Linked DNA regions of Sus scrofa: region 2 is linked to region 1. The links are chromatin contacts, called in public HiChIP or PLAC-seq maps. All regions are on one chromosome and are shown on one strand. Each heading gives the region's core, a stretch centred on a gene start, on an enhancer-like site or on the middle of the called end of the contact. The rest is flanking DNA. Distances are from core to core; before and after follow the strand shown. Region 1 has its middle 44 kb from the start of UBASH3B. Region 2 overlaps UBASH3B (ubiquitin-associated and SH3 domain-containing protein B).

Region 1 (5,053 bases), core at 2,463-4,962:
AAAGGACCAAATTTTTTTTTCAGAGCAGTTTTGGATTCCCAGCAAAATTGATCAGAAAATAGAGGGAATTCTCATAGACTCCCCCCAGCATACATGGATGGCTTCCCCCTACGCCTTATCAACATCGTCCACCAGAGCAGTACATTTGTTATGACTGATCAACCTACGCTGACACATTATAATCATCCAGAGCCCATAATTTACCTTAGGGTTCACTCTCCGTGTTGTACATTCTGTGGGTTTGGACAAACGTATAATGACATGTCTCTGTAATTATAGTACTATACAAGAATATTTTCACTGTCCAAAAAATCCTCTGTGCTCTGCCCATTCACTCCTATCCCTACCCAGCCCCTGGCAACCACTTCTTATGCTCGCCCTAGTTTAGCCTTTTCCATGATGGCATATAGTTGGAATCATACTGAAGCCTTTTTGAATTGGCTTCTTTCACTTGGTAACGTGCATTTAAGTTTCCTCCATTTCTTTTTATGGCTTGGTAGCTCATTTGTTTTTAGGACTGAATAATATTCCATTGTTTGGGTGCATCACATTATATTTATCCATTCACCTACTGAAGGATACCTTGGTTGATTTCAAGTTCTGGAAATGACAAATAAAGCACTTGGTGGTGTTGGTGTTCCAGATTTTGGCCATTCTAATAGGTACGTGGTGGTATCTCATATTTATTTACAATTTCCTGATGACATGTGATGTGAAACATCTTTATACATGCTACCTGCCATCTGTAAAACTTCTTTGTGTCTTTTAAGGTCTTTGGTCCATGTTTTAACTGGGTTGTTTGTATTCTCCTTGTTGAATTTTAAGACTTCTTTGAACATCGTTCCTTTATCAGAAGTGTCTTTTGCAAATATTTTTATCCTGCTGTGTAGCTTTTCTTTTTGTTATTTAGCAATATCTTCCTCAGGGCAGAAGTTTTTCATTTTAATAGAGTCCAGGTGATCCAATTATTTCTTCTGTGAATTGTACCTTTGATGCTGTTTCCAAAAATTCATCACAGAGCTCACGTTGTGGCTCTGAGGAAATGAACCTGACTAGCGTCCATGAAGATGTGGGTTCAATCCCTGGCCCCATTCAATGGGTTAAGAATCCAGTGCCAGGAGTTCCCGTCGTGGCGCAGTGGTTAACGAATCCGACTAGGGACCATGAGGTTGCGGGTTGGATCCCTGGCCTTGCTCAGTGGGTTAACGATCCGGAGTTGCCGTGAGCTGTGGTGTAGGTCGCAGACGCGGCTCGGATCCCGCGTTGCTGTGGCTCTGGCATAGGCCGGAGGCTACAGCTCCAATTCGACCCCTAGCCTGGGAACCTCCATATGCGGGAGCGGCCCAAAGAAATAGCAAAAAAAAAAAAAAAAAAAAGAATCCAGTGCCGCCTTGAACAGTGGTATAGGTAGCAGACACAGCTTGGATCTGGTGTTGCTGTGCCTGCGGCGAAGGCTGGCAGCTGCAGCTCCAATTTGACCCCTAGCCCGGGAACTTTCATGCCACAGGGTGGTCCTAAAAAGCAAAAATAAAATACAATAAAATATAAAAATAAAAATTCATTACTATAGTCAGAGTCATATAAGTTTTCTCTTCTGTTGTTTTCTAGGCATTTTATAGTTTTGCATTTTATGTTTTAGGGCTATGATTCCTCTTGTGCTAATTTTTGTGAAAGGTGTAAGGTTTGTGCCTAGGGGAACCACTGAAAGGAAAGGAATGAATAGGTGGAGCACATGGTATTTTTAGGGCAGTGAAACAATTTTTAGAGCATGTGAGTATATAATTCTTCTAGCACCATTTGTTAAAAGGTCTACATTTGCTCCATTGTATTACCTTTACTCTTTTGTCCAAGATCCCTTGACTGTATTTATGTGGATCTGTTTCTGGACCCTCTATTCTGCTCCATTGACTTATTTGTCCATTCTTTCACCAATACCAATCAATTGTTCTGATTACTGTAGCTTTACAGTGAGTCTGGAAGTTGGGTAGTGTCTGTCCTCCAACTTTATTCTTCTCCTTCAATATTGTGTTGACTATTTGGAGGTTTTGGTCTTGCCACATAAACTTTAGAATCTGACTGTCAATATCCACAAAAATAACCTGCCAGAATTTTTATTGGGATTGCATTGAATCTATAGATCTTGAGTTGGGAAGAACTGACATCTTGACATTACTGAGTTTTCTGATCCATGAACATGGAATATCTCTCCACTTATTCAATCTTTGATGTTATTTACCAAAGTGTTATAGTTTTCCTCAGATTGATCTTGCACATATTTTGCACATAACTAGATATTTACCTAGGTATTTCTCTCTCTTTTTTTGGTCTTTTTTGTATTCTTAGGGCTGCACCCAAGGCATATGCAGCTACCAGCCTACACCACAGTATAGCAACACCAGGTCCAGGTTGCATCTGTGACCTACATCGCAGCTCATTGCAACGCCAGGTCCTTAACCCAGTGAGGAGGGCCAGGGATCGGAACCCCTGTCCTCATGTATACTAGTTGTGTTCATTACTGCTGAGCCACAGTGGGACTCAAGGTCTTAGTCTTTAAGTGAGTCTGAGCCTTGGCACTGCAAACTTCACAAGACTTTCTCAGGGTTTCTTTCCCCCTCCTTAAGTGGGAGAGGATGGTTGGAGTGAGCTAGTGTGGGGTAGTTCCCTCCCCAGGTCACTTAGGCTCTGATAGTACCCTGGCAGGTTAAACTCTTGTTAACTAGTCTCCGGGAGTTCCCATCATGGCTCAGTGGTTAACGAATCCGACTAGGAACCATGAGGTTTCGGGTTCAATCCCTGGCCTTGCTCAGTGGGTTAAGGATCCAGCGTTGCCGTGAGCTGTGGTGTAGGTCGAAGATGCAGCTCAGATCCTACGTTGCTATGGCTGTGGCGTAGGCCAGTGGCTACAGCTCCAATTAGACCCCTATCCTGGGAACCTCCATATGCCACGAGTACGGCCCTAGAAAATTCAAAAAAGCAAAAAATCAAAAACAAACTAGTTTCCCCTGAAGGCAGGCCTTGTTAAGAAAAGTAGAAGGCTCTGGCTTGTTGGGAAATGGTTCCTTTTCAGAAGTTCCCTGGTGGCCTAGAGGTTAAAGATTCACTGTTGTCACTGCTGCGGCTCAGGTTACTACTGTGGCGTGGATTTGATCCTTGGCCTGGGAACTTCATCATGCCACAGGTATGGCCAATAAATAAATAAATATATAAATGTTCCTTTTCCTCTACCCCTGCCAGAAGCACTAGGGGCTTTTTCTCCAAAATTTACTGTGGGAATATGATCAAGCTCCCAGAGGTAGAACTCCCAGAGTATGGTGGAGGTCCCCCATGACTGGGTTTCCCTAGAGTGATTTGTGTTTTTTGTTTTTTTTTTTTCTTTTTACAGCTACACCTGTGGCATATTGACATTCCCAGGCTAGGGGTCAAATTGGAGTTGCAGCTTCCTGACTATCCCACAGCCACAGCAATGCCAGATTGGAGCTGCATCTGCTACCTACACCCTAGCTTTCAGCAATGCGGGATCCTTAACCCACTGAGCCAGGCCAGGGATCGAATCCACATCTCCGCAGACACTATTTCAGGTTCTTAAGCTGTTGAACCACAATGGGAGCTCCTCCCCAGAGTTTTTAATTCTCAGCCTGGTGCACACTGAGCCTCCAGCAAGCAATTGGTCAGTGATGGTTCTGCTTTTCCTATCCCAGCCCTGGCTTCCGGGTGGTTTCTAGTCCCGAGCCTCTGTTTGGGGAAGCCAGGACTTCCTATATTCATCTGACTGGCTACAGTTTGTCCTGTGTCCTCATCTGGCTTTCAGATGCTAGTAATGTTGATTTTTTTCAGTCTGTTCAGCCTTTTTACTTGTTGCTAGGATGAAGTGGAAACTTCTAAGCTCCCTACATGCAGAACCTGAAACCAGAAGTCCTTAACTTTTTTAAGAGCAATGCATTTTCCCACATGTAAAAAATTTGCATTTTAAAAAGGCCATAAAGTCAAAAAACAGATTACATCTTAGAGAAAATTTTTTTCTTTTCTTTTTTTTTGTCTTTTGTCTCTTTAGGGAAAAATATTTTCATTTCATGTCATATACAAAGTCTGATCTCCTTAACAGAAAATGGACAAAGAGAACAGAACTTGTGGTCAAGGTGGAAGGGAGAGGGAATGGGATGGACAGGGAGTTTGGAGTTAGCAGAAGCAAACGATTACATTTAGAATGGATAAGCAATGAAGTCGTACTGTACAGCTCCAGGAACTATAGCCAATCTCTTGGGATAGAACATGATAGAATATAGGAGCTCCTGTCGTGGCGCATCGGAAACAAATGTGACTAGGAACCATGAGGTTGTGGGTTCCATCCCTGGCCTCACTCAGTGGGTTGGGGATCTGGCATTGCTGTGAGCTGTGGTGTAGGTCATAGATGTGGCTTGGATCTGGCGTTGCTGTGGCTGTGGCATAGATCAGCAGCTGCAGCTCCAATTCGACCCTTAGCCTGGGAACCTCCATATGCCTCGGGTGTGGCCCTAAAAAGACAAAAGACAAAAAAAAAAAAAAAGAACATGATGGCATAGGAGAAAAAGAACGTGTGTGTGTGTGTGTGTGTGTGTGTGTGTGTGTGTGTGTGTAAGGCTGGGTCACTTTGCTGTATAGCAGAAATTGACACAATGTTGTAAATCAGCTATATTTTAAAAAAAAGAAAATGGACAAAGGATAAGAATGAAATTACAGAATAATTACGAATGACTTTTAAGTATTTAAAAAGATATTTAAATATATACAAAGTACTTCAAAAATGCTTACTTAACAATTACTTGTTACTGTTTTTGTTACTTTTATTGCACTATTATTATACCTTTTCAAATAAATGCAAATTAAAACTATTAGACATCATTTTAAATTTAGATTGGCAAAAATAAAAAATGGATAATGTAATGTATGAGAGTTTCTATATTTTGTTGTTGAGAGAGTAATTTGATACAACTTCTTTTGGAAAGAAATTTAATAAGATTTCTCAAGAGTGAAGAGACATATTATCCTTTTATGCAGAAATTTCAATTTGAGGATT
Region 2 (4,730 bases), core at 783-3,282, 130 kb after region 1:
CTGTATTCTCTGCCCTATCAAACCTGCCTAACTGCGAATTCAATAAATGCATTCAAGGAGTTCCCTGCTGGCCTAGTGGGTTAAAGATCCGGCATTGTCATTGCTGTGGTGCGGTTTTGATCCCTGGCCTGGAAACTTCTGTGTGCCGTGGGCATGGCCCCTCCTCCCAAAAAAGTTGTTAATTAAGTGCCAAGTGTGTGCCAGACCCCTCTCCAGGGACTTGAGGTCTAGAAATGAACAAGGCCACATTCTTGCTCTTGGGGAGCTTATATTCTAGTGTGTCCCTGTCCCCTCAGCACTCTGTGGGGGTGAGAATGTTTGTATCTATCCGGCCAGCATGGTAGCCACCAGCACCTTAAACGCAGCCAGCGTGATGAGGAACTGAATTTTTAGTTTTATTTCGCATGTGGCTAGTGGCGAGCATATTGGCCAGCACAGTTGATGGCAATAGTGAGGGGATTTCCACATTTACACTCATTTGCTAAGAAAGACAAACTACAGGATGAAATTAATCTTTTCCTCAGAATAGTGGAGGCTGCCTTTCTAGCATATGGCGGCCACCCCAGAAGTGGCAATGGACCCTCTCTCTTGTCCTCAAGGACGCTGTCTCCCTGAGAAGCCAAAAATGGCTCCTCACTTTCCTGGAGAGTCGTTCTCTTTGGGTCTTAACTACACTACTGAACACAGACTAGCAATTGGAGGACCCCCAACCTGTGTTTCATCTGGGAGAGCCGCTGACGGGGTCAGACCGAGCACGCTTGGCTTAGAGAGAATATGGTTCCTTCCCACTGGGTGAAGCAGAGTGAGGCTGGAGGCTGCCACCTGCAGGGAGGGCCGCTTTCCATTGCTTTGGGTGTTTGTAAGTGTGACTCCTGCTTTGCTATCCAGTGTCATTGCCCCTGAGGAGTCTCCATGGCCCCCCTCCCCCAACCTCGCCAGGCTACCCTTCCTCATCAGGCCACATCTGGCTCTTCTGTTTTACCTCTCACTGTCATCCTGGGGAATGGAAACAGCCCAGCTGCCTCCCCCAGTGTGAGGAAGGAGAAGAGAACCCACAGGACACATAACACATGGGCCATTGGAACTGGAAGGGGACTTTGAGCTCCATCTAAGCCCTTTCCGTTTTCCACGATCCCAGGAAGGTCAGAGACTTGCTCAGGATCACACAGTGATAGAGCCACAGACCAGAATTGGCTGTCCCCCCAGCTCAGCCCTTCTCCCGGGGGCACCCAATGGATAGTCAAAGCGGTGGGAAGAAGTGATGGGTTGGAGTCATGTACATGACAATAATTTGTGAGTCCTGGGTTCTAAGTTAGCTCTGCACCAACTCACCGTGACCTTCAGGAAGTCGTTTTTCTCTCCAAGCCTCAGTTCCCTGCCCTATGGAATGGAGAAGTTAGACTCTGCCCTCAGTCCAGTGGTGGAGGGCAAGGGACACAGGACACAGGGTTCCTAGGCAGCTGGCTCACGAGCTGGTTAAGGAAGAGCCTCAGTTAATTAGGACAGAAAGAATCAAGCCCTGCATTGTGACATAAGATCACCATGTGTTGGCCTGAGAGGAATCCAGGCCGACCGCAGTCAGGGGTGACATTTGAATGTGGCAGTAAAAATAAATGGTGTGAAAAATTCTTAGGCACGCTTGGCCTTGAAAGCCACAGAGAGCTAAGTCAGGTACTCTTTGTGAATCGGAAATGTAGGACCACGTCTTGCTCCTTGGAGCCAGTAACTGGATTGGATTCTTAAGCTTGCACGTTTGTAAGTTTAAGCCTAATGCTCTGCCTCTCTCTCTCTAAGCCTCTGCTTCCCCATCTTGCAAAACACCTAAAAGACGTGCCCTGAGGATTAAGTAAGATGGTTACCTGACACTTCCTCCTTCCCCGCCTCCTCCCCTCGCACCCCACTTATTTCCTGCATCCCAGGAAGGGGGCACGTTTGGCTCTTTGCAGACTCTGCTCCCTTCACATCGGGGGTGGTTGGAGCTGTTCTCCAAGGCTGTAGCGCCTCAGTGTGGAGGGCTGTGGTAAGGCCGGGGGCAGCTGTGGGAGGAGGTCCAAGAAGGAAGTAGGACCCAAGACCGCACAGAGGGGAGAAGCCTCTCAGCACAGGAGCACCTGCCTGGAGCTCAAGAAGTGTTGCGAGATCAAAAGGACATCGAGCAGCACAGTCTAAGCCAAAAAGCCAGAGACACAGCCTGGTGATGTGCCAAGAGCACAGCTTGGGGACTTAGGACACCTGGCGTCCTGTGCCTGTCGTTTACCTGGGCGGTCTTAGTTCCTCATCTGCCACACGAGAGGATTGATCTCCAAGGCCTGAAATTCTGTAAGCATCCTAAATATCATATCTTAATACCTATACCGTCAGCAGAATTTGTGATCTTGGACACACACTTAACAAACATACACACGTCATCATGCTCAGAGGGGCCCATCGTGGTCCTAGGTATTAGCAGACATCTGATAAATCTAGCTATTCCAGGCTATGCATGGGATACTGGACGAATGGTTTGTATTTTTCTATCCATAAAATAAAATTACTGATTGACTTCTGGTTCCTGTTCCCTTTCCTCCTAAAGCATCAAGGGAGGAGGGCTTGTGAGGTGGAAGGGCTCCCAGCTCCCAGAAATTTAATGGGAAAATAAGACCTTGTTTTTTTTTAAAAAAAAGAAAAAACAAACAAAAAACCCTAAACCCTCCTTTGACGAGGCTTCCTAAGGTCCCCAGGGTGGCACTGTGCTTTCTGCCCACCCAAGGGGGTATTGCCTCATTCTCTGAGCTCTGGGAACTGAGGCCCAGGGGATCAGACAACACGACAAAGGGGTGATGGTCTTGGGGGCGGGAGTCGGGCCAGCAGCAGACAGGAGGCTGCCCGGAGAGCTGGGACCACTCTCACTTCCCAGCGTGTTTGCTCAAGTCCTTTGTGATATAGAAAGTGCCCCCCCACCTCCCCCATGCCCCGTGAAAGGGGAAGCAGTAAGCCACATCAGGAAATTGAACCTGACCTCTCAGCCGCCTCACTGCGCTGGAACAGGGAGGGTAGAATTTCCTGGGATTTTAGCTGCAGCGTAAACCTCTCAGGCATCAGCCAAGAACTGTTCTGTCCAGGAGAATTCCAGACCAGGCTTAACCTGAGAGTTGGAGAAAGTTGGGAAGGGCAGTCGGCAGGGGTGGAGAGGGAGCCAGTGGTGGAGGAATGCAGACCTTGAACTTGCCATTCCTTCTTGCCATTTCACATACCTGTACCAGAGCCCTGGAATGAGCTTTTGTTACCCAGGGAACGAGCTCAGAGAGGTTAGGTCACTTACGTGGGGTCTGGCATCTAGAGAGGGAAGTTGCAGATTCCAGCCCCACTCTGTGACTCTGAGTCTGTCCTGGCCACTCTGTTCAACCCCTCCCTTAAGTACCAAGCTATGACTTTTGGCCATGTAACAGCCTAAATCAGGTTTAAATGGTGGCAGGAGTGAGATGAGGATATATTCATGACAAAGGAATCAGATCATCCAGTTTCAACTGGTTCTGGGACTGAGGCCTCCCATCTCTGACATTAGATACCTAGGTTCCTTCTTAATGCTACATTGGTCTCGGTAGCCATACCAACCAATGCTCAATTGATGTTACTTTTTGTGTGTGTGTGTCTTTTTGTCTTTTCTAGGGCCACACCTGTGGCATATGGAGGTTCCCAGGCTAGGGGTCAAATTGGAGCTACAGCTGCCGGCCTATACCACACCCACAGCAACTCGGGATCTGAGCCGCTCTGTGACCTACACTACAGCTCATGGCAACACTGGATCCTTAACCCACTGAGCAAGGCCAGAGATCAAACCCACAACCTCATGGTTCCTAGTCAGATTAGTTAACCACTGAGCCACAACAGGAACTCCTGATGTTACTTTCCATCCTATTTTCCCTTTCCTGGAAAGGTGGACATCCATTCATTTTCTTTTACTCCACACTAGAAGCGTATTGACTTAAAACACACACTTTTATTATCTCCCGTTTCTGTAAGTCAGGAATCTAGGCTTAGCTGGGTTCTTTGCTCAGCATCTGGTTGCAATTAAGCCCTTGGCCAGGGCTATATTCTCATCTGGAGGCTCAACTAGGATCCACCTCCAACCTCATTCAGGTTGCTGGCAGAATTCAGTTCCTTTTGGTTATAGGACGGAGGGCCCTAGTTCTTTGCTGAGTATTGGCTGGAAGACACTCTCTGGTCTTAGAGGCCACCCACAGCATGTCGCTTCTTCAAGGCCAGCAGGGGACTGAGTCATTTAGAGTCTTATATGTGTATCACAGTGGAATCAGTGAAGTGACGTTCATTGCTTTTGCTGTATTTTGTTGGACAGAAGCACGTCATGGGTCTCACCCACACCGTGTGGGAGAGGATCAGACCCTGAGTGAATACCAGAAGGCAGAGATTACTTGGGTGTCGTCATAGAGTCTGTCGGCCACATTGGAGAGCTAGACCTTTTTTTTTGTGGTCTTTTTGCCTTTGCTAGGGCCGCTCCCACGGCACATGGAGGTTCCCAGGCTAGGGGTCTAATCAGAGCCGTAGTCACCGGCCAACACCAGAGCCACAGCAACGCAGGATCCGAGCCGCGTCTGCAACCTACACCACAGCTCATGGTAACGCTGAATCCCCAACCCACTGAGCAAGGCCAGGGATCGAACCCGAAACCTCATGGTTCCTAGTCGGATTCGTTAACCACTGAGCCACTATGGGAACTCCGAGAGCTAGAC

The links. HiChIP or PLAC-seq counts read pairs in DNA pulled down with a chosen protein or histone mark.
Region 2: an H3K27ac HiChIP or PLAC-seq map of alveolar macrophages shows a contact between it and region 1. The contact joins two enhancer-like sites. A contact is called at or near these places in 2 of 5 promoter capture datasets (fetal liver and liver), 9 of 47 Hi-C or Micro-C datasets (alveolar macrophages, blood, brain and 4 more) and 2 of 2 datasets of contacts at active chromatin or transcription factors (alveolar macrophages and skeletal muscle).

What each region holds. Positions count from the first base shown.
Region 1 is chr9:49,583,684-49,588,736 of Sscrofa11.1, forward strand. No RefSeq gene overlaps it. Among named protein-coding and RNA genes, the nearest start is that of UBASH3B, 44 kb to the right of the region's middle. Within about 2 kb of position 3,713, at least 4 of the 83 cell types and tissues checked have an H3K27ac peak or open chromatin away from gene starts, as enhancers often do. A contact at or near this core is called in alveolar macrophages, where this site is marked.
Region 2 is chr9:49,717,034-49,721,763 of Sscrofa11.1, forward strand. All of the region lies in intron 1 of UBASH3B (ubiquitin-associated and SH3 domain-containing protein B), which reads left to right. Among named protein-coding and RNA genes, the nearest start is that of CRTAM, 63 kb to the right of the region's middle. Within about 2 kb of position 2,033, at least 16 of the 83 cell types and tissues checked have an H3K27ac peak or open chromatin away from gene starts, as enhancers often do. A contact at or near this core is called in alveolar macrophages, where this site is marked.